Regions from separate parts of the Mus musculus genome. Here regions 1, 2, 3 and 5 are each linked to region 4. Evidence: chromatin contacts called from public HiChIP or PLAC-seq data. All regions are on one chromosome and are shown on one strand. Each heading gives the region's core, a stretch centred on a gene start, on an enhancer-like site or on the middle of the called end of the contact. The rest is flanking DNA. Distances are from core to core; before and after follow the strand shown.

The links. HiChIP or PLAC-seq counts read pairs in DNA pulled down with a chosen protein or histone mark.
Region 1: a FOXA1 HiChIP or PLAC-seq map of pancreatic cancer cells shows a contact between it and region 4. The contact joins two enhancer-like sites. A contact is called at or near these places in 1 of 39 promoter capture datasets (stem cell-derived epiblast-like cells), 1 of 115 datasets of contacts at active chromatin or transcription factors (pancreatic cancer cells) and 1 of 9 other capture datasets (adipose tissue).
Region 2: a contact with region 4 is called in a FOXA1 HiChIP or PLAC-seq map of pancreatic cancer cells. The contact joins two enhancer-like sites. A contact is called at or near these places in 1 of 39 promoter capture datasets (pre-B cells), 1 of 115 datasets of contacts at active chromatin or transcription factors (pancreatic cancer cells) and 1 of 9 other capture datasets (liver).
Region 3: a contact with region 4 is called in a FOXA1 HiChIP or PLAC-seq map of pancreatic cancer cells. The contact joins two enhancer-like sites. A contact is called at or near these places in 11 of 39 promoter capture datasets (the 3T3-L1 cell line, the HPC-7 cell line, cranial neural crest and 7 more), 3 of 484 Hi-C or Micro-C datasets (cerebellum and cortical neurons), 11 of 115 datasets of contacts at active chromatin or transcription factors (T-cell acute lymphoblastic leukemia, cardiomyocytes, embryonic forebrain and 8 more) and 5 of 9 other capture datasets (adipose tissue, embryonic stem cells, liver and 2 more).
Region 5: a contact with region 4 is called in a FOXA1 HiChIP or PLAC-seq map of pancreatic cancer cells. The contact joins two enhancer-like sites. A contact is called at or near these places in 20 of 39 promoter capture datasets (the 3T3-L1 cell line, the C10 cell line, the HPC-7 cell line and 13 more), 3 of 484 Hi-C or Micro-C datasets (the G1E-ER4 cell line, adipose-derived mesenchymal stem cells and embryonic fibroblasts), 2 of 115 datasets of contacts at active chromatin or transcription factors (SST interneurons and pancreatic cancer cells) and 2 of 9 other capture datasets (liver and pancreatic islet).

What each region holds. Positions count from the first base shown.
Region 1 is chr8:122,367,620-122,371,705 of GRCm38.p6, reverse strand. No RefSeq gene overlaps it. Among named protein-coding and RNA genes, the nearest start is that of Trhr2, 6.8 kb to the right of the region's middle. Within about 2 kb of position 1,910, at least 41 of the 459 cell types and tissues checked have an H3K27ac peak or open chromatin away from gene starts, as enhancers often do. A contact at or near this core is called in pancreatic cancer cells, where this site is marked.
Region 2 is chr8:122,291,913-122,296,120 of GRCm38.p6, reverse strand. The region is part of intron 1 of Zfpm1 (zinc finger protein, multitype 1); the gene reads right to left. Among named protein-coding and RNA genes, the nearest start is that of Gm39269, 8.8 kb to the right of the region's middle. Within about 2 kb of position 1,645, at least 143 of the 459 cell types and tissues checked have an H3K27ac peak or open chromatin away from gene starts, as enhancers often do. A contact at or near this core is called in pancreatic cancer cells, where this site is marked.
Region 3 is chr8:123,048,511-123,052,894 of GRCm38.p6, reverse strand. No RefSeq gene overlaps it. Among named protein-coding and RNA genes, the nearest start is that of 2810013P06Rik, 8.1 kb to the right of the region's middle. Within about 2 kb of position 1,299, at least 36 of the 459 cell types and tissues checked have an H3K27ac peak or open chromatin away from gene starts, as enhancers often do. A contact at or near this core is called in pancreatic cancer cells, where this site is marked.
Region 4 is chr8:122,633,168-122,637,290 of GRCm38.p6, reverse strand. Cbfa2t3 (CBFA2/RUNX1 translocation partner 3) reads left to right here. Exons shown (of 12, transcript NM_001109873.1): 8 at 1,452-1,537; 9 at 2,144-2,342; 10 at 2,863-2,931; 11 at 3,783-3,973. Among named protein-coding and RNA genes, the nearest start is that of Pabpn1l, 12 kb to the right of the region's middle. Within about 2 kb of position 1,305, at least 64 of the 459 cell types and tissues checked have an H3K27ac peak or open chromatin away from gene starts, as enhancers often do. A contact at or near this core is called in pancreatic cancer cells and pancreatic islet, where this site is marked.
Region 5 is chr8:122,903,402-122,907,984 of GRCm38.p6, reverse strand. The region is part of intron 4 of Ankrd11 (ankyrin repeat domain 11); the gene reads left to right. Gm39273 (a long non-coding RNA gene) reads right to left here. Exons shown (of 4, transcript XR_003947488.1): 2 at 2,023-4,583; 3 at 1-1,904. Among named protein-coding and RNA genes, the nearest start is that of Gm39272, 28 kb to the left of the region's middle. Within about 2 kb of position 1,439, at least 211 of the 459 cell types and tissues checked have an H3K27ac peak or open chromatin away from gene starts, as enhancers often do. A contact at or near this core is called in pancreatic cancer cells and pancreatic islet, where this site is marked.

The DNA of each region.
Region 1 (4,086 bases), core at 661-3,160, 270 kb after region 4:
ACAATAAGTATGCGGGGTACACCACTGGGGAGGTGGCCAGATCTGCAGTTAGAAGAGTAGATTAGGGGTCACCCCCCACAAACTGTCAAAGTCAAATAAAAGAACCATAGTCCAAGACTCGTTTATTGGTTAAGCTAGTGGAGGGTGGGCTTAAATTGGTTTTTACTACAAGTTTCTGTGATTGTGTGATGTTTGGAATTCTGGGGACTTTTCAGAGGGTCTATAAATGCTAGGCTTGCTGAGTAGTCACAGCAGAGAAGAAAGAAGAAATTAGATATCCTGACAGCAAAGATCAAACTTGCCCCCAAGGAACTTGTCCTTAATCAACAGGAAGTAATCTAAGGCTAACGACACCCCCCTTCTAACCCTTTCTTCTCTATATAGTGTGAGGGGGTTGGAAGGGTGGGAAAATGGTGGAGAAGGGTGGAAGAAAGAAGAACCCGACAAGTAACAAATGATGAGTTACCGAAGTCCCTCTTCTCAGGTAAGTCAAGCTGGTGTCAAGTTGACAAAAGCAAAACCAACCAACCATGAGTCTGTGTGTGTGTGTGTGTGTGTTGCACGACTTTAATCCCAGCACTCAGGAGGCAGAGGCAGGCAGGTACCTACCTCTCTGTGAGTTCGAGACCAGGTCTAGTCCACAGAGCAAGTAACTGCACAGAGAAACCCTGTCTCAAAAAACAAAACAAACAAACAAAAACCAGAAAACAAAACCAAGAAAGGTGTGGAGCAAGTGAGTCACACAGACTGCCAGCGGGGGTGTGAATGATGTGTAGAGAGGCAAGTGTCTGGGGGCTGTCAGTATGAACTGCAGTGGTGGTGCCCGCCTATAAACCGAGACCTTGGGAGGCAGCAGGAAGATGAGGAGTTCCAGGGCAGACAGGAGGGAAAGGCTTGGAAACAGCATAGGAAAGATATCATCAGGATAAATGCTAGGGAAATGCCTGCAAAGACGAAAGAATGGAAAATAGCTGCCTCTTGAGAGCACGAAGGAGGGAGATTGGGGGTGGGGGGTACGCAGAGGGAGAGGTGCGGGGGAGGGGCTGGCTTTCTAAACTGGGGACTATAATGAGACAACGTACAAGCAATAAAAAGTCATATAAAGCATACAACTTTTTAAAGCTTTATTTATTGTTATGTGTATTATATGTAGCTGTCTTCAGACACACCAGAAGAGGGCACCCGATCTCATTATAGATGGTTGTGAGCTACCATGTGGTTGCTGGGATTTGAACTCTTTGAACTCGGAACCTGCGAAAGAACAGTCAGTGCTCTTACCCACTGAGCCATCTCTCCAGTCCCTAAAATGTACAATTTGACTTTTACAAAGTGTACACCAAACAGTTCCACCTGGCTGAAACTGCCCAACCTGTTGCCGTGTGTGTGTGTGTGTGTGTGTGTGTGTGTGTGTGTGTGTGTCGCTCCTCTTGGGACATGCGGCACAGAGTCAGAAGCCGGAGCCTTGTAGCCCTAACGACCAAGGCTCAGTCACCCAGATTCAGCATGCCAGTTCATCAGACAAGTGGTAGTGAAGTGCAGAGAAAGGTTTATTTAATGTGGCTGCAAGGCCCAGGCTCTGACCCGAACACCTCTAGAAGCCCTGGGTTTCGAGGTCTGCCTGTTGTCCACCTGAATACCCCAGCGGAGGAAACAGGAAACGTTGGGAAGTGCAGGTCTCATTTTCCACTGCCCTCCCTGCAAGGCTCCCAGGCCTACAGTCTCTACATTCTCAAGGCATGCGTGGACATAGCCATACATGTTTGCTCAGCCTTCACTCTCCGTAATGTCAAGAGTAGCTGACAAATGATTTTGTCTGAATTTTAGAATGGACCGCCTTACTGATTCTTCATGTGGTCACCAGAGGGCGTGCCAGAGTAGAGCTCTGCTTTGCAACTGACCCTGTTCTGGCTGGCCAGCTGTGAACTCAGCTTAAAGCAGACTCACTCTGAATGCGAGGGACCTCTACTTCTGAGGCAAGGAGAAAGAGTCCGGCTGGATCAGCAGGGGGCCCACTCTCTGGCGTGGAGGGTTTTACCAGTCCTGTCAACTTTAGGCTGTCCTCTGCCCAGCTGGGATCCCATCTACCTTATTCAACATCTCTCAGCCAAGGTTCTTAACCCAGGGAGGCTGGATAGAGGATCCCGAGACCCCTGGCTTCTGCTGGCTTTTTTTTCTTTTCCTCTTCCTTCTGCATCGAAGAGCCTCAGCTCCTGGTTTGGGTGAGCCAGTGACTGTGGCAAAGGGCCTACGTGGGGTCAGCTCCTTCCTCTATTCAGAAGTGTATGTATGCAGGGTTACATGTAACACAACACAGGCTGCCCTTGAACTTGCCGTGTCGCCACAGATGACCTTAAACTTCTGATCTTCCTGCAGGTATGCGCCACCATGCCTTGAGTGCTGGAGACAGAACTCAAACCCTCAAGTGTGCACTAGGCAAACACTCTGCTAAACTTAGCAACATCGCCTCAGCTCCAAGTAATTTTATAAAAATAAGCTTGAGATTATCAGTACAAGCTTATGTGCATATTTTATATCCTTATGAACCTAGGTCATGTAAAATTCTCTTGGGCTTTCAAAGAGATCATGAGCAGAAAGTTTAAGAAGCCCCACTCTCGACCTCCTCCATGGGCCCAAGACAGAGCTAGTATCTGTCCCACAGCTATGAGCATTATAGCTGGCTATTGTCTGGCTGAGAACTGTGAACACCTTCCCCGTGCGTTTGGGAGTATGCTGTGCTGAACCCTCGTGAGAGGTACGGTCAGCTCCAGGTCAGATGCAGAAGGTGAACTGTGAGGGTGTGCTCACCATAATTGTGAGGGTGACAGCTACATAAGGCAGATGCACACAGGGAAATAAAGTCGGCGTAAAGACGCAAAGCACGTTGGCTTGCTTAGAAATTTATATTTGGGTGGTGATCGTGTTAACAGAGGTAGAGGTGACTCATGGGTAGAGAATCTGTTCAAGACTCTGCAGTCAGCTGCCGGTTTTCTGCTGTGTGTAACCAGGATTCCCAGACCACATCCCTGCCTCTCACTTTACTGTAGGCTGATGGACTCAGCAGGCGGTTCTTCTCCACGTGATAAGGCCAGGACGCGTGAATGCAGCTTAGCCTGACTCCATGGCCTCTGTAGCAGAGTGGCTTGCCAGGCTTTCAGGCACAGTGCCATTTCCTGTGCACTTGGGGTACTCTTATGGAAGGATGTGAACCCCACAGATAGGTTCCCTGCACGTGTATTGTTAAATTTCTTCTCAGATGGAGATGTAAACAGCGCTACAGCCTCCTCCTCGGCTCTCAACAACAAACTGAGTTACGATTACACTGAACTTTATTCTGCAGGACCAGTGGATCTCTTGGGCTTCCGTAGAAAGCACAGGTGACAGGTTATTTGCTGGTGCGTTAGTGCTAGCTCTCTTCAAATGGCCACGCACATCTGGCACAGATGGCGGCTTTCTCGTAGCTGCACAGATGGAACATACTCAATCTTTGTGCTAACATACCCTAGCTCCTCCCTGCATGGAGTGGCTGGTAAGGGGTCCCTGGCCCTGCCACCCCTTCCTCCTATGAGGATATATAAACAGTCAACAAGCCTAGCTTGGGTGGGTTTTGCAAGTGGGCACAAAGATGGTAACCATTATATGGTTAGGAGGATAGTCGTGTACCACAATGGTAGTAGCCTGTGGATGTAAACAAAAATGCCCAGCAGGTACCTCAACTGGGGCATCGTCTCCACCCAACACAACAATTTACATAGTGTTCCTGTTCATTTGTGTTGCCACAGGACCCACTCCTGCTTGGAGCCTTAGTGGGGGTTTCTATTGTTGTGAAGAGACACTGTGACTGTGGCAATTCTTATAAAGGAAAACGTTTGATTGGGGCTGGCTTACAGTTTGAGGTTAAGTTCACTATCATTGTGATGGTTTGTACATGCTTGGCCCAGAGAGTGACACGATTTGGAGGTGGGGCCATGTTCCAGCCCCAGCAAGCAGCAGAACTCAGCAGCTTCAGCCATGTGGCTCTGGCTTTAGAGTCAAGAAGAGGAGGGGACTACTGGGACAATGGTGCTGGTTAGCAAGAGCTAAGACATT
Region 2 (4,208 bases), core at 396-2,895, 340 kb after region 4:
GGTAACCCATCCTCTAACACATTGTGGGTACACTATCCTCTAACACACTGTGGGTACCCCATCCTCTAACACACTGCGGGTACCCCATCCTCTAGCACACTGTGGGTACCCCATCCTCTAACACACTGTGGGTACCCCATCCTCTAACACACTGTGGGTACACTATCCTCTAACACACTGTGGGTGCACTATCCTTTAACACACTGTGGGTGCCCCATCCTCTAACACACTGTGGGTGCACTATCCTCTAACACACTGTAGGTACACTATCCTCTAACACACTGTGGGTGCACTATCCTCTAACACACTGTGGGTGCCCCATCCTCTAACACACTGTGGGTACCCCATCCTCTAACACACTGTGGGTACCCCCTCCTTCCACACTGTGGGTACCCCATCCTCTCCCTGCCCTGCTTACACATGAGGCCCTGTGTTGTGTGTCCTTCACGCTCTCACCAACACCATCAGCATCTTCTCTCCACTCCACCTCCACCCCGCTCAGCTTCTGCCCCTCGGCTCTGATTCAAGAATGCTTTCTCAACGCTGTGGGGCTTCCGAGTCATCTGTGTCCCAGCCACGGTCCCTTCCCTGTCTCCGTATCACAGCACTTGGTCCGTCCCTCAGGACTCCTCAGGCTTCCCTGTCTGTGGTAATGCCAGCTTCTCAGACTGACTTGACCCTGTTCCTTTCCTCCATCCTCTTCCTCCCGAGACAGCAAGGCTGATCTAGAAACAAGCAGGTAGCTTTTATCCAGCTCTGTGCTCTGGGGGGAGGCGGGAGCTGCCCAAATGAGATGGATGCCCTCTGGCAGGGTCTGAGAGGCCCCCTGGAAGGCCTCACGATGGGATAGTGTACCCTCACACACAGTTAATAAAAACAGGTGACAGAGACCCTTAGTGTGGGGGCCAGGACTGAGGGAGGCCATGAGGTCACTCCTGACTCTTCCTCCCTTAGGTCTCAGCCTAAGCTCTCCAGGGGACCTTGTTTCCCCACTATTTTGCAATTACACATTAAAACAACAACAACAACAACAAACCCCTGCTCATACCAGTGGCTGTTAGGTCAGAGGCTTGGGGGTGCGGTGGGAGCCAGTGCCCCCGACTGCTGACTATAGACCCTATTCTGTAATACGGTACGCTGAGGAGCGGAGAGGCTGGGGGCAAGGTCAGGATCCCACCTCCGCAGCTTTGAAAAGAATACGGAATGGGCAGCTCTAGAATGGCCCATGATGTGGTGGGGAAACCGAGGCCTGGGGCAGGGATGGGGTTCAAAACCCTCCTGGCAGCTGAGGGACTAGATTCCTTTCCATTTTACAGATTGGGAAACTGAGGTGTGACAAAGACAAACGGAGATCCCTGTTCTTGCCAGAGCCTCAGGCCACAGAGACTTGGTCAGCAACATTCCTAGTGAGTCACCAGGCTCAGGAGGGGATGGGGACAATAACTCGAGTAGGGTCTGGAGGGAGGGAGGGAGCTGCCAGCCTTTGCTGCCTGTCCCGGCTCCACTTCTCACCTCCCCACTCTCATTTGGCACAGGAGCTGACTGTAGTGTTTGTGGAATGCCCAGGTCCTAGTGCCGGAGGGTGTGGCTTAGGCTGAGGTCAGCAGAGCTTACTTAAAGGCCCGCCTGTTCAAGGCAAACACAAGGCTCAGTAAGAAGGCACAGAAGCCCGGGAGGACTTCCACCCAGTGGGTCTGGGCTGGACAGGTACAAGCTCTCGTTTGAGATAAGGCCCCACCCCCTCCATGGAACTGTAGCCAATCTCTGAGCCTCAAGTCTGCTCATTTGCACACACTATTTTCATTGGCTGCTAGTAGGGGCTGGACAGAGGTGGGAGGAATGGACGTTCTGGGGACCAGGGCTCAGTGGTGCTGCTCTTGGGAACCCAGGCCATTTCTAAGACAATCCATAGGACTTAGGAGTTTTCAGGGGAGGCAAAGGTGGGACTGGATCTTGGGGGTGTTCTGGAAAGTGTTAGATTCTGGTGACCCGAGAAAGATTTAGGTAGAAAGGAACTTTATGGGGGAAAACTGGTCCACCCAGGCCCCACTAAACTCATTCTTACCCACCCTGGATGCCTCAGAGGGAAGATGCTGACCCAAGGTCACACAGCCAATGTGCAAGGGGTGCCGTGGAGACCTCCCCCACCCCTAGGCACCACTCCTGGACAATTCCACCCCAGCTGCTAGGTCTCAGAATGGGCCATTTGGGTCTTCCTTTTCCAAAAATGATGAGGCTGAGGGGCCTCGACTTTCTCTTTAGATTTCAGGGCCATCTCTCCTGGCAGCCCTGAGTTGGGCCAGGGGCTTGGCAATGCATGGAAGTCTGCGACGCTTTTGTTCCTGGCATTTGGAGGGGTGAGATAAGGGGGAAGAACCGAGAGTGAGCAGGCAGATAGATGGGCTGATAGCGGCTCCTCCACGCATGGCGCCTATCGCTCTTTTTATCAAGGTTCCCTTTCTTTCTTCTTTTTGTTGGGGGCCTGGGAGGGCGGAACACACCCACCCCATTCCCTCCCACACCCGTGGAGCTGAAGGAGGAGGCCTCTCTCTCAGGCACCAGCCAGGAAGGAAGACAGGCTTGGAGAAGAACCTGGGAGGGTGGGGGTCCCACCTGTCTGCCAGGACTCAGGGTTCCCAAGCTCTGTCTCCTCAGCTCTTCACAAGGACCTGCAAGGACACTCATGGGCTCATCTGCTCTATGAGGTAGCCAGGCCCAGTGAGGTGAAGTGCTTGGCCCAAGGTTACACAGCCAGGTCAGATGGAGCTGGGTCCAGCTGTGCCTCTCTGGCCTGGAGTCTAGCAGTCTGGATTTGGTGGGCAGCGAGGAGGTACAGGACAGATGGGGTGGCCAGAGAATATGGCTAGAGGTTCTGGGGAGCAGGACCAGGGTTGCGGGGCAACCTTTGCATCTCTAGCCCCATCTTACAGATACGGAAACTGAGGCTCAGACCAGGGAGACGCCTAAAGGGTGATGGGTAGGCTGGACCCTAGCCCCCCTCTCATATCCTTGAACTTGATGGTTCAGAGTGTGAATCCCGAGACACCCCAGGTATGAAATCCTGGTGATTAGTCAGGAGAGGGTGGGGACAATAACCCAGGATGACAAAGACAAACTTCTAGAATCATCCAGGTGGGGGTGGTCAGAAATAAGAAGTCCTGCGGGAGCTCTTTGCCCGAGAGGGATGCAGTATTGTCCAGAGGCAGCATGTCCCCGAGTCCTCAGCACTGGGATACAGGCCCGCACTGCCGAGCTCGGCTCTTTATAAGGGGGCTGGAGATCTGAACTCAGGTCCTCACGCTTGCGTGGAGAGCACTTACTGACCAAGCTGCCTCTCCATCCCTTCAAGCCAACATTCTCACCAAAAGAGCCACCTTTGTGTGTGTGTGTGTGTGTGTGGGGGACGGTAAATGAAATTACTACAAGCAATAAACATACCAACTTAACCAGGCATGATGGTGCACGTCTTTAATCTCTGCGCTTGGGAGGCAGAGACAGGAGGGTCTCTGAATTCAAGGCTCTGCAGACTAGACTGCACTGATCCGTGGGTAGGACTGGGAAATCCTGAGCGTTTGCCCACTCTGTGCCCAGGCCTTCACTTTAAAGCGGAGAGACCAGGTCCCTTTATAGAGGTGGGGGGTTATATCTGCAAACACCTCAGAACATCTAGGTAGCTGGAGGCTCAGGTCTGGACAGAGCCTCTAGGTCAGAGTGCCTCCTGTGCTGTGTGACTTTGAGTCATCAGAAGAGAAGTGAGGGACAATGGGAGGACACGGCGAGAAGCAGGACAGGCCCAAGGGTACATCCACCACTCAGTCAAGACAGCTCCCCTCAGCAGGGCCAGCACTGGGGTCATCATACCTGGGGAGACCCAGGATCCCAGGGAAAGTTCCTGCCCTCCTCAGGCCTTCCCTTCCCATCTCTGGGATTCCTGAGTTTCAGTTCTCAGGAATGATTTCATATACACAGGACTGGGAAAAGAGCTGAATGCCCCCACCCCCACTGGGCCCAGGAGGGCTTGAGAAGGGGTTCCTGCCAGTGTGGCCAGGCCACCATGCCAAGGGGTGTCTGGGGCTGACAGACCCTGGTTTCTCTTCTCACACAGCAGGTGCCTCACTCCCCCCTGGCTGCCTTACCTGTCCCTCAGCAGGAGGATTAGCCTGGCGCAGCCCTAATCTCGGCGCATCACACCATCAGTGAGAATCTCG
Region 3 (4,384 bases), core at 50-2,549, 420 kb before region 4:
TGCCTTCTCATTCACCCTCCACCCTGAAGCCCTTGGATGACAGCATAGCACGACCATTGCGTCCACAGCCATCTACTTGCACAGTCTACCTACTGAAGCAAAGCCAGACAGATTGAAGCCGCATACTTCCTTAATATTAGTCTATCACCTGAGCTTTGCAGATTGTTTGAATACACAGATTCATATCTGTGGTTTTGGAGAGACTTTTGTTTTTTCACTAAAGATTGTCTTACAAATTAATCTCCCTGGGGGGTGGGGTGGGGTGGGGTGGGGAGGGGATGGAAACTGCAGGCAGGAAGCAATATATGAGAGAATAAAAAATGTACACACACAAAGGTAAATGTGTGCTATAAATGTCAGACATTGATCTTTGGAATGCTATGCAGTTAAGATGCAGATATTAATCCCAGCCAGGGCTATACAGAGAGACCCTGTCTTGAAAAACCAAAAAAAAAAAAAAAAAAGCATATATTTAAAAAAATCTCTGTGTCCACTCCTTTTCTCTGAGGAGACAGGATTTCCTATACAGTTGAAGCAATGCTAAATGCTAGGATTGCAGGCAGGCACCAAGCCTGATCCTTTACTGTTTTGTTTTGAAACTAGGTCTCACTGTGTAGCCCAGGTCGGTCTCAAACTGATGATCCTCCTGTTTCGGCTTCCAGATTGCTAAGATTACGGGTGTGTACTAGGATCACAGGTGGGTGCTAAGTTCAAGTTTGCTCTCTATCTGCGCTGGAATTTCCTTGTCTGAGCTCACTGTCCATCGAGGGGTCCACATTGGCCATATGTCTGTGTCCTTCCTTCCTCAGTGCTGCTGGAGATGGGCCAGATACCGGCAAAGAAGGGTCAGCTCTGAATGTGCACTGGCAGCCCCTGTGTCTGAGGAACTGGTTGGTATCGCTCTGTCCCAGGAGCATACAGATAGATGGGATGGGGAATAGATACTTGATGCAGGGACGGGCATGCTTGTCAGTGAATGGGCTTTCACGTAGTTTCCAGTGAAGCAGGATACTGTGCCCAATATATAGCCGTCACCATGTATGTCATCACTACATAACCCCTAAACAGTCTCATGTAGAACTGCCATGTGCCTGGGGGACAGCCTCACATTGTCTTCCTGAAGGGTGACAGCCCTGGCTAGGCCGTTGTGACTTGTGATCAGTCATAGCTTGTCACTGGCCAGCTCGTCCTACATGCTCCTTGTTTTGGTCACCTCAGGTTTTCCACAGATCAAGGGCAAACCTGCTGCTGTAGGGTTTCCTATAAGCCACACTTGAACTTTGGATTCACGATTACTGAGTGGTATGCCACACCCTGCCTTTCCTGCCAGGCGGTTTACCTTTGTCCCCTCTGTCTGCTGGGGATTTCCAGAGCTCTGTTTTCAGGAGACCACTGGCTCCTTCTGGTGCTTAGAAACGCAGAACAAAAAGAGACCAGGCCAAAAGCAAGGGCTTAAGATGCGGAGGGACGGGAGACAACCAGAACATCTGGGGCATAAAGTGAGACTCTGTCTTAAAAAAAAAAAAAAATATATATATATATATATATATATATATATATATATATATATTTTTTTTTTTTTTTTTTTTTTTTTTTTTTTTTTTTTTGGTTTTTCAAAACAGGGTTTCTCTGTATATAGCCTTGGCTGTCCTGGAACTCACTCTGTAGACCAGGCTGGTCTCGAACTCAGAAATGCACCTACCTGTGCCTCCCAAGTGCTGGGATTAAAGGCATGTGCCACCATGCCCAGCTCAAAATAATTTTAAAACATTTTGTTGAGGTATCTTCAGCTGGCATGGTGGCACATGTCTTTAATCTCAGCTTTTGGGAGGTAAGAGGCGGGAAGATGAGGTTCTAGGCCAGCCTTAGCTGTGTAAAGAGTTTCAGAAGGCTGGACAGATGGTTTGACAGTTCAAAGGCCTTTTCTGAACAACCAGAAGGACCAGAGTTTGGATGTCAGCACTCAGGTTACAAACACGATGCCCACAGCCCCGACTCAAGGAGAGTGGAGGCAGGATTGCTGGGGCCTCTGCCTTCCAGGCCAGCTGAGAAAGCACAAGTCCCGGGTTCAGGGGAAGTCCCTTCCTCATAGGAACAGCCAACAAACAATACAGGAGAATAGGAGCACGGGGAGACCTGAGGCCCTTTCTGACTTTTATTTATTTATTTTTAATAGACAGGGTTTCTCTGTGTAGCCTTGGCGCTCGTAGCACTAGCTCTGTAGACCATGTTGGCCTCCAACTCCTAGAAATCTACCTGCCTCTCTGCCTCTCTAGTGTGTGTCACTACTGCTTGGCCTTTTTCTGACCTTTCATATCTATAGGAGCAGGGACCAGCACAGATACACACCAGCACATGCAATTTCCCTCTCACACACAAAGAAGTAAGCTGATTTATTTGTTTTTATTTTTATGTGGGTTGGGTGTTTTGCCTGCCTGTGTATATGTCTGTGCACCACAGCGTATACCTGACGCCCACAGAAGCCAGAAGAGGACATCAGATCCCCTGGAACTGGAGTTGCAAATTTTTGGTTGTGCCAATAAATTCTTTATTTTAAAGAAGCTTTCCAGGGGTTGGCAAAGAGGTTCAGCAGGTAAGGCACTCACTGCATTGCTGCCTAAGCCACGTGACCTGATCCCTGCAACCTGTGCAATGGCAGAGGGAGACCAGAACACGTGTTCCAAGGCAGTGTTTGGCTTTGTGGTCCTGGGGATGAACCCGGGGCTTGCAGGTGTCAGGCACGAAGTTATTCTTCTAACTGCCATCCTGTCTTATATTCCATTTAACTTGTTTAATATTTGGGTTCCAAGGCAATCCCAGATGATGAAACTATCTACTTATAACTAGAACAGACAAGTTGTATCAAGTCCCATACATAATGTTTACAGTGTATCTATACTGGGGTTGGGGGTGGGGGGACTAAGGTATGTATCTAGGCAGAGGTCACATTATTTTCCCGAAGCAGGTACCTATCTCATCAAAAGATGATTTAGTCAGTCAAAACTTAAACCTTCGAGGCCCATGCCTTTAATCCTAGCACTCAGCAGGCAGATCTCTGAGTTCTGGTCTACCAGAGTGAGTTCCAGGACAGCCAGAGCCACACATAGAAACCCTGTCTCTAAAACCAAGACAAAAGCACAACAAAAAAGTTAAAATAGTAAATTTTATTTTACTTTCCCCTCCTACCGATAGCACTGGGTAGGCTAGGTGATCCTCTGTCTCAGCCTCTGAGTAGCTGGGCTATCCCCTGGCTGGCCTGGAGCTATCCATGTAGACTGGGCCTGCCTCACTCAAACTTTTAGAGATCTGTCTGCCTCTGTCTCCTGAGTGTTGGAATTAATGAGTACCCCATTATGCCAGGACAAACCTCAGCCATCATTGTATTTTACCTAAAAATTGGGGAATAAAACTATTACCAAGGTTGGGTGCGTTTACACATGCCTATCAGTCCAGCTACTTGGTGACAGAGGCGGGCTTGCTTGAGCCTGGAAACTCAAGTATAGCCTGCACATGCATGAGGGTGTTTTGCCTGCATGTCTGTCTGTGCACCATGTGTGTACCTGATGCCCTCCAAGCCAGAAGAGGGCTTTAGATGCCCAGGAACTGGGGTTCCAGACAGTTATAAGCCACAGTGTTAATGCTGGGAGCCAAGTGAGACCTCAGAAAGAGCAGATAATTCTCTTAAACACTGAGCCATCTCTCCAGGTTCCTGCCCCCCGCCCCAGCTTTGAGTCAGTGTTTGTGTAGTCCCAGCTAACTTGGAAGTCACTATGTAGACCAGGCTAGCCTGGAACTCACAAAGATCTGCCTGCCTCTACCTACCTAGTGGTGAGAGTGGTTGTATAGCACCATGCTGGGCCACCCCATAGTCTGTTTTTGTTTATTTCAGGATGAGGTTTGTCTATATAGCCTTGGCTGTTCTGGAACTTGGTCTATAGACCAGGTTGGGTTTGAACTCAAAGAGATTTGCCTGCCTCTCCACCCTGAGCACAGAGATTAAAAGACTATGTGAGGCCTCCACCACTGGTTGTCTCACATAGTCTTATGAATAACAAGAAGTATCTTTGGGGGCCCCCTCAAGCTGATAGGGATATAGAAAAAAAACATGGGGTACAGTTTTAAGTGCTGGGGCATGGTTTGGTACTAGTAGGCCTGGCCTGAGATGAGTCTTGCTTCATTCCCCAGCTCCTGTGGTATGGGAGGGCAATGTGCCACAGTACTGTGGGAACCGGGGAGCATAACTGGTAATCATTTATTGTGTAATGAGCTTGAGTGTCTGACTCTAATGCTAGGAATGCTGGTGACCAGGGGCTCTACAAAGGCCCGGGCTGTCAGCTTACCGCATGGCCACAGTGGAGGCGGCAGGGAGGGAAGCTTCCAGAAC
Region 4 (4,123 bases), core at 56-2,555:
AGAGATGGCCGTCCCTGCCACACCCTGGTGTGTTGGAACGTAATGTTAGAAATGACCATCCAGGGTCACTCAGAATGCCAATAGGGTCCCAGAGCAGGGTCAACAGAGGCCTTTCCCTGCCCCCACACCATGGAAGCTTCCAGGGCTTGGTCCTAGGCAGCAGGTGACAGTGTCTGGCTCACCACAGCCGGGTCAGGCAGGTGCTAATTCCCACCCGCTTCTGCTAATGCAAAAATAAACGCCAGCTGTCGCACAGATCTCAGCCTCTATTTTAGTTTGGGCGTTGGCACAGGCCCCTCGTGGGCAGCCAGAGAGGGTGCTGGATGACGGCTGTGGCCACTCCCCGCCCTTCTGCAACTCAGGGAGGCATTTCAGGTTAGGGTAGCAGGAGGTCCTAAGGCGCTGATGGCTGCTTAAAAGAGAGGTTTTGCCTCCCCCCACCCCCCAGGAAGTCTGGATTGCTGCCAGGTCACCTGCACAGCCTCAGTTAGGACACTGGGAGCATTTGACATTGCAGGGAAACCAAGACAGGGCCATCATGTTCCTCACGCCCCAGCCAGTGGCACCCCACACCCCGCCACACCCCATTTGGTCATTCCCGATCCAGATTCAGACTCCTTACACCCAACACCGCCTCTCCACTTTCTGCCTGGTAACTGTGGGCACACCCCTCAAGTTTATCAGGTCAGCTTGGGGCTTTTCTTTCTAACTACTTATGATGCAAGAACTAGGCAGGGTTGGGAAACTGAGGCAGGGAGTGGCAACATAAGGGCCCCAGGATCCCACGGAGAATGAACCATCCTGGATTACTGCTTTGATCCTGCTGCAGGTAGATCTGATCCCAAGATTGAACTGGGGGGGGGGGGTAAACACCCAGGTCAGAGTTCAGCCTGGGACACAGAGGTAAACACAACACGCCATTTTTCTTCATGGAGCTGACAGTCTGGGAGCAGGGATAGTAGAGTAAACAGGGAGATCTTGTACCTAGAGACCAGACACACACACACACACACACACACACACACACACACACACACACACACACACACACACGGCCTGAGGAATTCCAAAGACTACAGCTGTGGAGGGGCCCCTCGGGCCTGGACTTTGAGGAATGCATAGGAGTGCAGTTATCTGAAAGGAAGTCATAAACACACCTAAGTTAAGCAGCTGCCCAGAGGCCTGGAGGTTTCTGGACCGTGATAAGAGAAACCTTTAAAGTGAGTTCATCTAGAGCTGCCTATCAGAAATGGGCGAAGCGAGAAGAGCTGGGTTAGCAGGTTACCGGGAGGCAGTGAGTCATGAGGCACAACAGAGGTGGCCTGGTTTAGATTCCCGACGCCCCTGGTGTAGGAAGTAGGAGGCACCTGGGAGTAGGGGCAGGGCCTGAGATCCAAGTCAGGGCTTAGTCATCCGCATGGGGGCCTAACTGTGTGTGGCCTTTTCTACAGCCATACCTGGGTCTCGACAAGAAGAAGTGATTGATCACAGGCTCACAGAACGCGAGTGGGCAGAAGAATGGAAGCACCTCAACAGTGTGAGTGCCCAGGTGGGGCTGCCACGCCCGTGTGACTCCCTGAACATCTGCACAAGGCTGGGGTGGGGAGATCCACGCTGAGATTGCGCTCCTCTGGGTTGGTTCAGCATCTCCTGGTAGGACCCACCGGCATGCCCACTGGCTGCCCGCCCTTTTATGTGAGGGTCATTATCCACTGTTGGCCTGTCAGGATGCTGCCAAAGAGCCATGCACACTGGCTCTTCCTCCTCTACCATCTCCTGCTCAGACACTTGCAGAGTCAAGCCCCAGTGATGTAGGACATCTTTGTGCCTGAGCCCCTGGTCAGGCCAGGTGGACCTCCACTCCCCTGGCCCTCATGCACCTTTCTTGGCAATGAGAGTTTTGAAGGAAACAGCCCAAGCCCCTTCCACCCCTACCATGCATCCAAAGAAGATTCCATTCAAGTTGGGTGCCCACAGGCACTGGGAGTCATTTCACTGTTTGTGGGGAGCCAAGGTATAGATTTCTGTGCCCCGCCTTCAGGGACGTTGAGCTGGCTCCCTGACCACCCCCTCCATATTGGATGGCCACATCTGGCCACAGCCCCGGTTCCAACGTCCTGAAGGCCCTGCCACCCGCCCGCAGCTTCTGAACTGCATCATGGACATGGTGGAGAAGACCCGGCGATCCCTCACCGTCCTGCGCCGGTGTCAGGAGGCCGACCGTGAGGAACTCAACCACTGGATCCGGTGCTACAGTGACTCTGAGGAGGGGAAGAAGGGCCCTACCCCCATCTCTGCCCGGTCCCTCAACAGCTGCAGTGGCCCTGAGGGGTCTCAGCTAGGTGTGTACCAAGCAAGAACATGGAGGACCTGTAGCGAGAGGTTGCTAGCCCTATACAGTCTCTGTAGGATGCCACTAATTCTCCAGAAAGCTAGCCAACACTCGGTCCTTACTTAAACAGGAAGCCTCACTTGGAAAGGGGGGCCTTTCCCATGGCATAAAGATGTGCCTGGCCTGCTAGGGAGCCTGGACCTTCCAGATTCTGGTAGGTACAGGCCAGGCTTAGGAGGAGGCACCCGAGGGCTTCTATTTACCCATCCACCACAGCGGTGCCTACGGAGATGGGGGTGAGGTGGTCCGGGACATGCCCAGATCCCAGCGTGAATCCATGTTCACTGTCTATAAGAGTATGCCACTCAAATCCCTCCATTCTCCTGGTAGCATGTGAAGCCCTCTTTCCCAAGAGGAAAGATACTTCTTGCCTTCAAACCCTGGCCAGAGAGGAAGGGAATCCAGTGTGGAGGAAGGCAACTGATGACCCCACCTTGTGTGTGACACTGTACCCTGCCCCCTTATTCCAGATGTTCACCGGGACTTCACGCCCAGGACCCTGTCTGGCTACATGCCTGAAGAGATCTGGAGGAAGGCTGGTGAGTAAAGACAGACCCTGGAAACAACCGCTAAAAAGTGTCCGTGTCTGCCGGGCATGGTGGCACACGCCTTTAATCCCAGCACTCGGGAGGCAGAGGCAGGCAGATTTCTGAGTTCAAGGCCAGCCTGGTCTACAAAGTGAGTTCCAGGACAGCCAGGGCTACACAGAGAAACCCTGTCTTGAAAAACAAACAAACAAAAAGAAGTGTCTGTGTCTCCACAGATGGTCTCCACACGAGGCAAGTTTGGGATTTACACATTGGGTCACACATAGGGGTATATACAAAATGCATGTGTGTGCACACATGCACACACACAGACACACACAGAAAGAGAGAGAGAGAGAGAATATGAATCAGGTATTTACAGCCAGGGTTCACATAGTGTACCTCTGTTTCCCTATGGATAGGTCTAAGCCGACCTGTTGTTTTCAAAGCAGGTCCCTCACAGCATTGACTTGCCTGAAGCCTGTTAGAACAGAATCCTGGACACTACCAGAACCTGCTAGACCATACTGTGGGTAGGACCTGGCCCTCACTCACTGAAGATGTACACCAGAGTAAGAACCATGACGCTGGCAGGTAGAGCTTTGGAAGTTTACCCATGGCTCTGTTCCTTGTGACCAGGGTTGCACACATGTGCCCAGGACTCACACATTCACCCACATACATACCTTTCAGCTAACGAGTGGAGTCATTGACTTGTGCCTTTGTGTGCACACACGCAATGTATGGTCGGCATGTGTGCACACAACTGCACTTAGGCGCCTGCCCGAGTTGTGAGCGTAGAGGGTCCAGAACCCCAGGGGAGCCAGCCTGGGTGACTGCCATCCTACGTTTGTGCTTTACAGAAGAAGCTGTGAATGAGGTGAAGCGCCAGGCCATGTCAGAACTACAGAAAGCTGTGTCTGATGCGGAGCGCAAAGCCCATGAACTCATCACCACAGAGCGTGCCAAGATGGAACGAGCCCTGGCGGAGGCCAAGCGACAGGCCTCGGAGGATGCCCTGACTGTCATCAACCAGCAAGAGGACTCCAGCGAGGTAGGGCCACCAGCCTCCAGGTGCACTGCAGTCTGTGGGCTGACCGAACACCACACTTGTACAACCTCCAGGTCTCATGAACTCTCTGCTCTCAGTGGCCATGGCTGTCTCTGGTGCCACAAGAAAACCTGCAGCCTGTTCAGCTCTGTC
Region 5 (4,583 bases), core at 190-2,689, 270 kb before region 4:
TGAGCTCATCAGGACATAACCAGAAGACCACATCAAACCTGAATGTCTGTGTGTGTCTGTGCGCGCGCGTGTGTTTTAACATTGTTTGTAGGGATTCATAAGGCAAGTGGCGGTCCTTGCATTGCTCAGGAGAGTGCTCTGACTCCTGTTGTGGTTGTGGAGGGAAGTCTGTCCATCTGTGGAGGCCTCTGTGAGGCTCTGCACCACTGCACTCTAGATTGTCCTTCAGCCTTCGCTGTTGGTGTGCTGTCAAACTGTTCATGTTCACACCTGACCTGAGGCAGGCACAGGCTCAGCTTTGGCAGGTAGCGTTTTCAGGAAGACTGAACTGTAGACCTAGCTAGAGATGGGTGACTGGCCAGCGCTGTGTCTACTGTCCTATCCGTGGCTGACTTCTTTATAACGTTTGTGAGTCGGGTCTCGCAGCTCCAGTGAAGACTGGATCCACTCCTTTCCTACTCCTTCCTTCGTTGGAAATGGAACCCGAAGCCTATGTGCAAACTCGCTACTGTTGGTGTTGTTTAAGACGTCCAGCCTTAGGCATCTCTATACTTGGAGATGGGGTTTGTCAGTTTTCTCAGGCTGGTTTCCACCTCTGGATCCTTTTGCATTCATCTCCTAAGTACTGGAAGTATTGGTTTGTCTTCATCCATTGGGTTCTGCGCGCGCTCGCGCACACACAAACACACACACACTTTATAATCTTTCTCTTCTATACATTGGTGAGCTGGATGCCTCAGGAAGTACTGGGTATTATTCTCCTACCCAGAGATGCAGTGCTGGCTTACAAACGGGGTATGATGGAGTGGATGGCATCTTGTCTGCAGGGGCTTCTGCAGTGGCACCCACCACCTCATTCAGGATGGAGAATACTCAGAATGGGTGCGCAAAGAATTGTGGGATTGATATTTTCCCCCTGTGTAATAAAGAGGTTTATTTTGGCTCAGAGTTCTGGAAGCTGGAAAAGTGCTGATATTTTTAACTCGATGAAATAGTGACCAAGATAGGATCTCTCTGGTCATCTTGATAGGGTTGTCAGACCTCCCTGGAGGTGTGTGACTCAGTCATACTAAGGCACCTCCTAGTTTTGAAAGGTTTTTACAGACAAATGCTTGCAGTGCCCTAGGCCAATAGCTTATCCTTTCCTGACCAGTGTTCCTCCAGCGCCCTCTGCTGATAATGTACAGTTTAGCACTCATCCTTGATGACAAATGCGGTCTACCCCAGTAACACAAGGGGTACCCTCCCACCCTCATTCCAGTCAGGGTTCCTAGTAGCAAATAGTGAGCGTCCTTTACTGTGCCCTCAAGTGGCAAGAAGCTGGCTGGCCTTAAATGACCAAACCGTACAAACTTTTCCTGTTTCCCAGACCCTGCTGCCAATGGCCCAGCCCACTGGAGGTGCGGCTTCCCCAGTGCTTAGTCAGGACTGAGGGCATCCTGCCAAGAACAGTACAGTTTTGTCTGTTGTGAGTCAGCCTGATGAAAAAGCTTGCCCTCCCAAGGCTGTCTATCAGTGTTGTGATGCTTATGCCGCAGCTAGATGCTGTAGGTGTTCAGATAGACCTCAAGATGGAACATGCCTGCGATCATGATGCCCAGGAGCTGTGGACAGGAGCATGTCCTGACCCCCTGTGACACTGGCGAGACTGGGACATAACAGACCTGGTTGTCTGAGCCGGTACCCTCATCTCAGACTGTAAGACCATCTCCACTCCCTCAGGGCCTCTTCCAGACCAGGTCTTTGGTGTTGACCACATACATCACCTGGTGAGGAAAGGCTCTTCCTCCCACTCTCGGTCTGGTCTCTGTAGAGTTCCCGAGGCCTGGTGTGACATCACAACCTTTTGATCCTGGAGCATGGGAAGCAAGTAGATTCTATGACCTGCAGGCCACCTAGGGCTACTTTAAAAAAAAAAAAAAAAAAAAAACCTTCGTTATGGAATTACGTGATTTGCTTAAAATTTGGTCTCTGTTGAAAATTTTTCCACTAATTTAAAAATCTATAAATTACCCTACCTACCTTTCTAGGGCTCACACAGAATCCACCTGCCCCATTGCGTATGAAGTCAAAACTGGCTTCCCAGTACAGTGCTTCCTTGGAAGAAGGGAGAGAATTAACTTTTTCCACCGCTGTGCCTTTGAGCCTCTTTTCGGGTCTGTACAGCGTTCGGTCGACTCATGAGTCTTAGACACCCACTGAAGCGTTCATTCCTCGGGGCTTGATCCCTCAGTTCTTCTGTGGGAGAGGAAAAACTGAGGGATTCTCTTGCCATTGGCTATATGGAACTCGGAATGCTTGGTGTAAGAGGCTGTGTGTGTGTACATGTGCACACACGCTAATGAGGCTTTTCTGTCCTCTTGCTCACTAGATGGTGTAACTCTGGGCTGCATATTGGCAGATGCTAGACCATGGCAAGTGAGAAAGCAGAGTGCATCTGTCTGCCAGGTCACTGACTCACAGGCTAGGGCTTGGCAGGGAAAGGGCGTGGCGTGGAGAACCTGCTGATTGCCCTAATAACCACAGTGTGACTGCTTGTGAACAACCAGAGCCAAATAAAATGCTTCATGGACTTGGTGGTTGGTCTGGTATATTTCTCAGCCATTTGCCCTTTCCATTTTTTTCTTCACAGAGAAGACTGTGGACTAGCAAAGAAAGTAATTTCAGTTTCAAATTGTGTATTTTCCATAATTCAGAGGCAGATGGTCTGGTGGGCAAACCAGAACAAAGTAATATATCTACTTGATACGAAGGCTCAGGACTGTTATTTAGCATTTATAGCAATGAGACATCAAAATTAGCCAATGTGAAAGGTGTTTGGGGTTAGAGCACAGCAGAGATCCTTAAGGAAGACAAGAGGAGGAGTGACAGACATGTGAGTATAGGAGCCAGGTAGTGTGCTCCCAGCTCCACACTGAGGGCCGTGAGCCCTTGCCTGTGCTACTTCTGCCTCATCTGTTAGGATCTTAGTATTAGGAGGGGCTTCTGCTCCCAGCTGCTGGTATCCAGGTCTCAGTGCATGCCTGGATTTGTATTTCTGTATTTTTCAATCTTTAGCATGCATTTAGCATAGTAAGGGGCAGCTTGTAGATCGTGCTGCCTGCCTGTTGTCTGGGTCGAGACGCTCACATCACTTGTGTTCTTCTGGACTCATGCGGTGCAGTGAGAACCAGTGTTCCCCTCAGTTAGAAATTGGGAAACGACCTGCAGAGGTCATAGAAGCCAAGTTATTGTTTTCTTGAGTCTGGCCTCACTGCCACGCTACAGGTGACTAGTCCATTTCTCAGAAGGAGGAACAAGGTCTAGAAGGCCACCGCGCATAGCTAAGAGGGTCACGCATCTCAGCACAGGCTTTCTTAATTATGGCTGCCCTAAAAATGAAACAAAAAGATACCACTAAGTCAGGAGTGCGGTTTGCAGTCACCACTGTTACTCAATGAGGTTGTGCTGCGTGTTGGGCTGCTGAGAACACTCTGTTGAACCCTCTACCTGCTGTGTTAGGATTGGGACTTGGTGACCAGAAATACTGTAGCTAAGTTACTCTAGATTCCACGACTTGCTCAGATATTTGATGGGGAGGTTGTTTTGGGATCTGTTACGGTGTTCACTGAACTTGTTCCTGGTAGGAATGATGGCAAACTGCTCTGGAGAGTTTCACTGGCACCTGCAAGGAATTTACTGCTGTTTAAAATACCACCATGAATCAAGACCACACCTGCTTCTGGATTCTGAAGGCCCATACTTGTAAAAAGTGGTCTTGTTGAAAAAACCTAGAATTAAAAGCCAAGAATAAGCCCACACTGCGACGTGGACACAAGTGCATTGTCTCAGTCAGGTGACAGGCCCTGGAGTCAGGCCTCAGACACTGCACAGTGCCTGTCTTTAGGACCCATTGTCTATAAAAGAAGGCAGTCGCTATTGAAAGACTCCAGGATTGCTGGTAGATTCTAAAACAATTCAGAAGGCAGAAACCTGTTCCTCCTCTAGTAGGGTTGGATATGTGCTTCCATATACACTGGCAGGACCGAGGGTTTCTGGCCCCCAAGAAGAGCAAAAGTAAGGCTCTGGATGCCAGAACTCCTTCGTCAGGATTGCAGACTACAGGGGACAAAGCTGTTCCAAAAGGTTCTGCAAGGGATAACCTTAGAACCCCACTCTGATCTGGACAGAGTGAAAACTAGTAAAATGAACTAGGAGAAAGAATTGAGATCAAACATCTGGAAATGAAAATTATCAGTAAAATTAAAAATTCAGTGGCCAGGGCTGGAGAGATGACTCAGCAGTTAAGAGCACTGACTGCTCTTCCAGAGGTTCTGAGTTCAATTCCCAGCAACCACATGGTGGCTCACAACCATCTGTAATGAGATCTGATGCCTTCTCTTGGTGTGTCTAGAGACAGCTACAGTGTATATTTTTAAAAAAACAAAAAAAAAAGCTGGACATAATGGCGCACGCCTTTAATCCCAGCACTCAGGAGGCGGATTTCTGAGTTCCAGGACAACCAGGGCTATATAGAGAAACCCTGTCTCGAAAAACCAAAAAAAAAAAAAAAAAAAAAAAAAGTATCACTGTGAGAAAACACT